Regions from separate parts of the Oryctolagus cuniculus genome. Here region 1 is linked to region 2. Evidence: chromatin contacts called from public Micro-C data. All regions are on one chromosome and are shown on one strand. Each heading gives the region's core, a stretch centred on a gene start, on an enhancer-like site or on the middle of the called end of the contact. The rest is flanking DNA. Distances are from core to core; before and after follow the strand shown. Region 1 holds the start of MRPL39 (mitochondrial ribosomal protein L39). Region 2 holds the start of GABPA (GA binding protein transcription factor subunit alpha).

Region 1 (2,700 bases), core at 86-2,585, 130 kb before region 2:
ACGAGGAACCAGGACGCGGGTCAGAGACCAGAGCCACTGGGCAGCGGGGTGGGGGGGCGAAGACGGGGCCTGGGCGGGGAGCAGCAGGCCCCTAGCACACTGGACGTCCCGTGCCAACGCGCCCACGGCCAGGGGCGAGGAATGCCGAGCTTAATACTGAAACCCCCAATCAAGAGATTTCGCGAGGCAAACTCCATTCCTACGCGAGGTAACGATAGGTTTATACCAGACGCGAGCTGTTCCCAAAAGCGCCCCAAGTCCCGTCGCGGCCCCGCCCCCTGGTGACCCCCGCGACCCCAGATTTGTCCTCCCAAGGTTGGAAGCAGGCGGCAGCCAAAGCAGGGGACTGAAAAATCCTCCTCCTCCCGCTCTCCCACGACCCGCCTAAAGCTCCATCGCGGCTGCCACCATTCTCCAGGCCTCGCTCCCCATCCCCACGGCCGCTGAAACTCACTCCAGCCAGCCCCGCAGCCGGGGACGACCCGACAGAGCCGCAGCATCCGGACACCCACGGCCATGGCCTTCACAGCGGCCGTGGGAACCGCCGCGCGCCGGTCCTCTCCCGCCTTCCTCCCCCCAGAAACTCTGAACGCGCACCGAGGTTCCGCCCGACAGTTCCGTTCCGGGCGTTCCGGGCTGCGCGCGGCCATGAGAGGGCGCCTTTGCGCCTCGCTATCGCAAGCCCCGCGTCCCTGCGTGTTCCAAGGGCGCGACGGGTGACCCAGAACTTCGTGGGCTGTGAGGGAAACAGGGCGTCTCCCTGGCAGGGGCTGGGTGCCACGCGCGCCGCACCCTCCGCTGTCCCCAGGTTCCCGGCGGCCCATGGCCTCCTCCAGCTCTGGCTTCCCTCTCAGTTGTGCCGGGAGGGCTCCTCGGCTCGGCCGGGCTGGCGCCTGGGCTGTCGCGTCCATTTGCCCTGTCAGCATGGGCCTGCAAACGGGTCGTGTGGATACTGGGGCCGCTGTGTGATCCGTGGCGCCCAGGGCAAGTTTCCCAGGTTAGCGTGGGTCCCATCTTGTTAGCGTAGGGAATGGCACCCTGAGGCGGAACTTTCTCGGCCATGAGGTGGGCGCCCAAGAGCCCCAAACTCAAATACAAGGCACTTAAAATGGTCTGTAGGAGAAATTAAAGGGAAGCTTCTCTGGGTGCGAAACATTTTTGAAATTCGTGCCTACGAGGAATCTTCAAAAGCTTCGTGTAAAATGCCTATTATGAAGAAACTACGCATGGATTGACTGGTTTTTTTTTTTAACACCCCAATAAACGTATCTTTTAATTTCGTTACAATCCTATATGTTGAATGGATGAATGCCCTTACCAAAAAAAAAAAAAAAAAAAAAGCAAAGTTCCAACACAGGGCTTCGTCCCATTGTTGTAGGAGGCTTCCCAGTGGTTAAACACGGGAATACGGGAATGTTTTTGTGTTTAACGCTGGGGCTTTACTGGAGGCTGGGAGTTGACTGAACCTGCGGCAGCCTCCCCCCTTTGACTTGCAATCGGATTAAACCGCCGCCAGGTGGAAGTGCCGACTCAGCGGCAGATCCTGGGTCGCTCCACGCTAGAGCCCCGCTGCCCCTCGCAAGTGCGAGAATCTTCACTTACTATCTCCCAGGTCCTTCATTTGAAATATTGCAATTCATGACACCTTCAGAAGATTCTTTTGTTTTTTAATTTTTTTATTTAGAATGAGAAATGTAAGGATATGGCCGAGCTTGGTTTAAATCTAGTCTTCAGTTTCCCAGATGGCTTCTCATTTTGAGATCCCAATTGGAACTACAAAATGTACCTATGTACAAATAAGTGTGGTGTGGTGTGTGTGGTGGTGTGTGTGTGTGTGTGTGGTGTGTTGCTTCCTCCTTGAATTTACATTCAATGATTCCCTGGAAAGCTTTGTGTCTCACTAGCCTATTATAGAGACTGTTCATTGACCCCATCCAGAAACAACAGAGTTGCCCTTGGAACAGTTTAGAGCAACGTTTAAACTAAGCTTCTGAACTCAAACTGAAACAAGTTTGATCATCAATACGTTGGAGGGGCCAGCATTGTGGCCTAGCCGGTAAACCTGCACCTGTGACACTGGATCTGGGTGCTGGCACCTATCCCTGCTGCTCCACTTCCCATCCAGCTCCCTACTAACAGCCTGGGAAAAGCAGCAGAAGACAGCCCAAGTGTTTGTGCCCCTGCTGCTCATGAGACGAAGCTCCTGGCTCCTGGCTTTGGCCTGGACCAGCCCTGGCTGTTGCTGGTGGGGAGTGAACCAGCAGATGGAAGATTCTCTCTCTCTCTGAAACTTTGACTTTCAAAAATAAAAATAAAAAAAAATAAAAAAAAAAAAAACCTTGGAGACAGGTAACTGGAACTCTCTAGCAGCACAGAAGTGCTAGTTGTGAGACTATCACTAATGATAATGGACACCAAATATTGAACATAGGGCTCCAACCAGCCAAAGCACTAAACATAATAATCCTCTTTATCCAGCAGGAGAAATTCAGGTTTGGAGAGCTTGAGAGACTTTACTGGACATAGACCTTTAGCCAAGAATCTTCCAATGTATTTCCTTATTGTAGATCCCCTTTCTTGCTTTTTTTTTTTTTTAATCAACCTTCTGCCAAAAATGTTTCCCTTTGTCAACCTCTCTCCCAAATATAAAGAATCCAGGCCTTGTTGATGAATATCGAAGTTGAGCCTGAAACATTCTTG
Region 2 (2,700 bases), core at 139-2,638:
CCCCAAATTTTCCTTCAGAGAAAAACACTTGAGAACAAGACTACAAACAAATGACCCCTTAAGTTGCCACTTACTATCATTCTCATTTTTACACATTCAGAAACTGAGGCTTAGATGATAAGTGTCTGGTCCAAGGTTACACAGTAGAATCCAACTGAATACATCTACACCTGTTTCCCCTTTTGGCAACCCAAGGACATTCAGGTTCAACAACTGATCTTTGTTCAGACCTAGATACTGTGCCCATTACTTCCATATACATTCTTTCCTTGTGCCCCTACTGTGATATCCTTAAAGAGTTACAAGTGTTTTATCCCGCTTTACAGATGATAAAATTATGTTCAAGAAAAGTGATTAATCACCCATATTCCCATAACTAAGGTTGACTGCAAAGATGTGATTCCTACTGCAACACGGGTGGAATCTATTTTCATTTTTTTCAGTATCTATCATGTAGCTGCCAATGATTTCCAAATCACGTCTCTAATTCTAGTCTTTTTCCTGGACCCCAAACCCATATATTCAAAAGCTCTCAAGCCCTTGCAAGTTCTACAAACTCATCGAAAAAATGAACAGATACGCTCATATGAAAACTTGTTCCTTCCTTATTCCCTTTTCCCCCTCATTGAGTACGTGTGGATTGTCCACGATGTCACGCCTAAGACACACATAATTACACAAAGAGATTTAAAATGCCATTTGTGACAAATTCTCTATTCGAGTACCATCGGATGCCACAAGAGCCTAGGAAAGGGATTCCAAGTAGGACTGGGAACCTCAACACGAGGGGTTACAGCCAGCACGCAGGCCCCGTGGCGGGAGGGGGCCTGGTTCTATTTATAGTGGTGACTGACCAGCCAAAGGTTACCCAGCTCGCTGCCTCCTTCAGTAAGAGTTCCAAAAGCCAATCACAAACATTTCAAGCAGGGCTTTTAAGATGACCACTACCCTGTTCCCTCTTAGGGTGCAGGTCCTGCCCCGCGCTTTAGTGCCGGAGAATCTCACGCGCGCCTCCATCAGGCAGGCGGGGCCGCGACCCCATCCCGCACATCTGACCTTGGGCTGTCCCTGGCAGGCCGCGGGCCCCAAGACCCCTCGGCCTCCCGCACTCCCCCGGTTTGCCCACAGAGGCACTATCCCTCATTTACTGGGTCTGCGGCACTCTTCGAAGAGCAGAAGCGCCGAGGTCAGCTGTGACCCCGAGCCAGGCCCTGAAGGTGCTAGGGACACAGGACTGCGCTGCCCTCCCAGTAAGGCAGAGGTGACGGGCAGCCTAGGCCGTGTGAAGAAACCCAGAACCGCAGTCCCAAGAGACCGAGCTGGTCTAGTCACCCTCCCAGTCACCTTGCACTCAGCCCCGAGCTGCCAGAACCGCCGCCGCCGCCGCCACCGTTCCACTTCCGGCCCTGACTCCGCCCCCACACGCCTACCCGCCATCGAAATGCATTATGGGCCGCCGTTTCAGTCGGTCGGCACTCACCGGACAGGAAGCGTCTCGGAGGCAATCTGCGACCGGACGGCTCTAGGTGAGACAGAAGCCAAACAGGAGGAGGAAGTGGAGGGTAACTGCTTCCGGGTCCTCTAGCGAAGCCTCCGCCATCTTTCCTTCGCCTAATTTGACCCGTTCGCTTTTTCCCTTCTGGAAACCTTACTCTACGCATGCGCACTTCGGCTGGCCTGTCCCGAGTTCAAGCTCCCCCCCTCCTAGGCAGCGTCCTGCTCTTTAGGGGTTGTTGGGGTGTATGTGAATGTGCAGGGAAAGTGAGAGTGTGCGAAACACGCGGATTGGGACGTGGCGCCTCGTGCGCCGCTTGCGCTCGTTTCCCGCACCCTGCTGGGAGTTGTAGTCCCGGACCCGGGGGAGCCTGGGAGGCGGGAGGGGGTTCGGGGTTTCTCGGCGCCGATTCCGCGGGAAGGGCCCAGGGGCCTCACACTTGGAGTCCTGGGAGCTGCAGGGCTCGGCCCGGAGGGACGCTGCACGTGGAGCCCGCGCCTCTGCCGTTCGCAGCCGGCCCCGGAGCGCGGGCGAGAGCGCCAGGGCCGATTCCGGAGCGGGTGAGTGCGGCCGCGGGGGAGGAAGGGAGCGCGGGCCCGCGCGGGCCGGCCTCGTTCCGGGGCCTTTTCCCCCACCGCGGCCCCCCCGCGGCCGCCTCTGTGTTTTGTTTCCGCTGGTCCCCGGCTCCGCGACTCCCATTTCCGTTCGTGGAGACTTGAGGGAGCGGGGAGGGGCGGGGGGCGCGCGGCGCGGGGCCCCGGAGCGGCGCGCCTGCTGCCTCCCCGCGCTTCCCGGTCTCCTCGCCGGTTTGTGCGCGGTGGGCCGCTGTCCCCGTGGTCGCGGTTTGGGTCGGACGCCCCGGGATTTCGGAGGAAGTTGCAGACCCAGTCTGCTTCGCCGGACTCAGCGATTCACTCGCTTCAGATCCGCTTAGGTCTCCGTGCTGTCACACTTGCTCCAAAACCGTACTGTTGACGATAATGTCTGCTTGGGGTTTTTGTTTAAAAACGAGGAAATGAGCTAGCGAAGAGCTAATGTACCTTGCCAACTTTTATAGTGTTTCGTGCAATACAAGATACAGCTCCGTGATCACGTTTGGATTCAGGGCTCCGAGTTTGGCGCGGATAACGACAGAGCAGACAGTGTCTTAATACTGCATAGCGAAGCGATGAGTAGTAATTTAGAAATGAAATTCTGGTCACAAG

What was found. A called contact is a pair of places that touch in the nucleus more often than the background predicts.
Region 1: a Micro-C map of ear pinna shows a contact between it and region 2, with 9 times the contacts expected there. The contact joins the promoter of MRPL39 here to the promoter of GABPA in region 2. A contact is called at or near these places in 3 of 6 Hi-C or Micro-C datasets (ear pinna, psoas muscle and an unstated tissue).

What each region holds. Positions count from the first base shown.
Region 1 is chr4:20,288,610-20,291,309 of mOryCun1.1, reverse strand. It overlaps MRPL39 (mitochondrial ribosomal protein L39), which reads right to left and starts at 1,335. Exons shown (of 10, transcript XM_070071903.1): 1 at 455-1,335. The coding sequence starts at 926.
Region 2 is chr4:20,154,457-20,157,156 of mOryCun1.1, reverse strand. GABPA (GA binding protein transcription factor subunit alpha) reads left to right here and starts at 1,388. Exons shown (of 10, transcript XM_008267149.4): 1 at 1,388-1,526. ATP5PF (ATP synthase peripheral stalk subunit F6) reads right to left here and starts at 2,035. Exons shown (of 4, transcript XM_008267151.4): 1 at 1,481-2,035.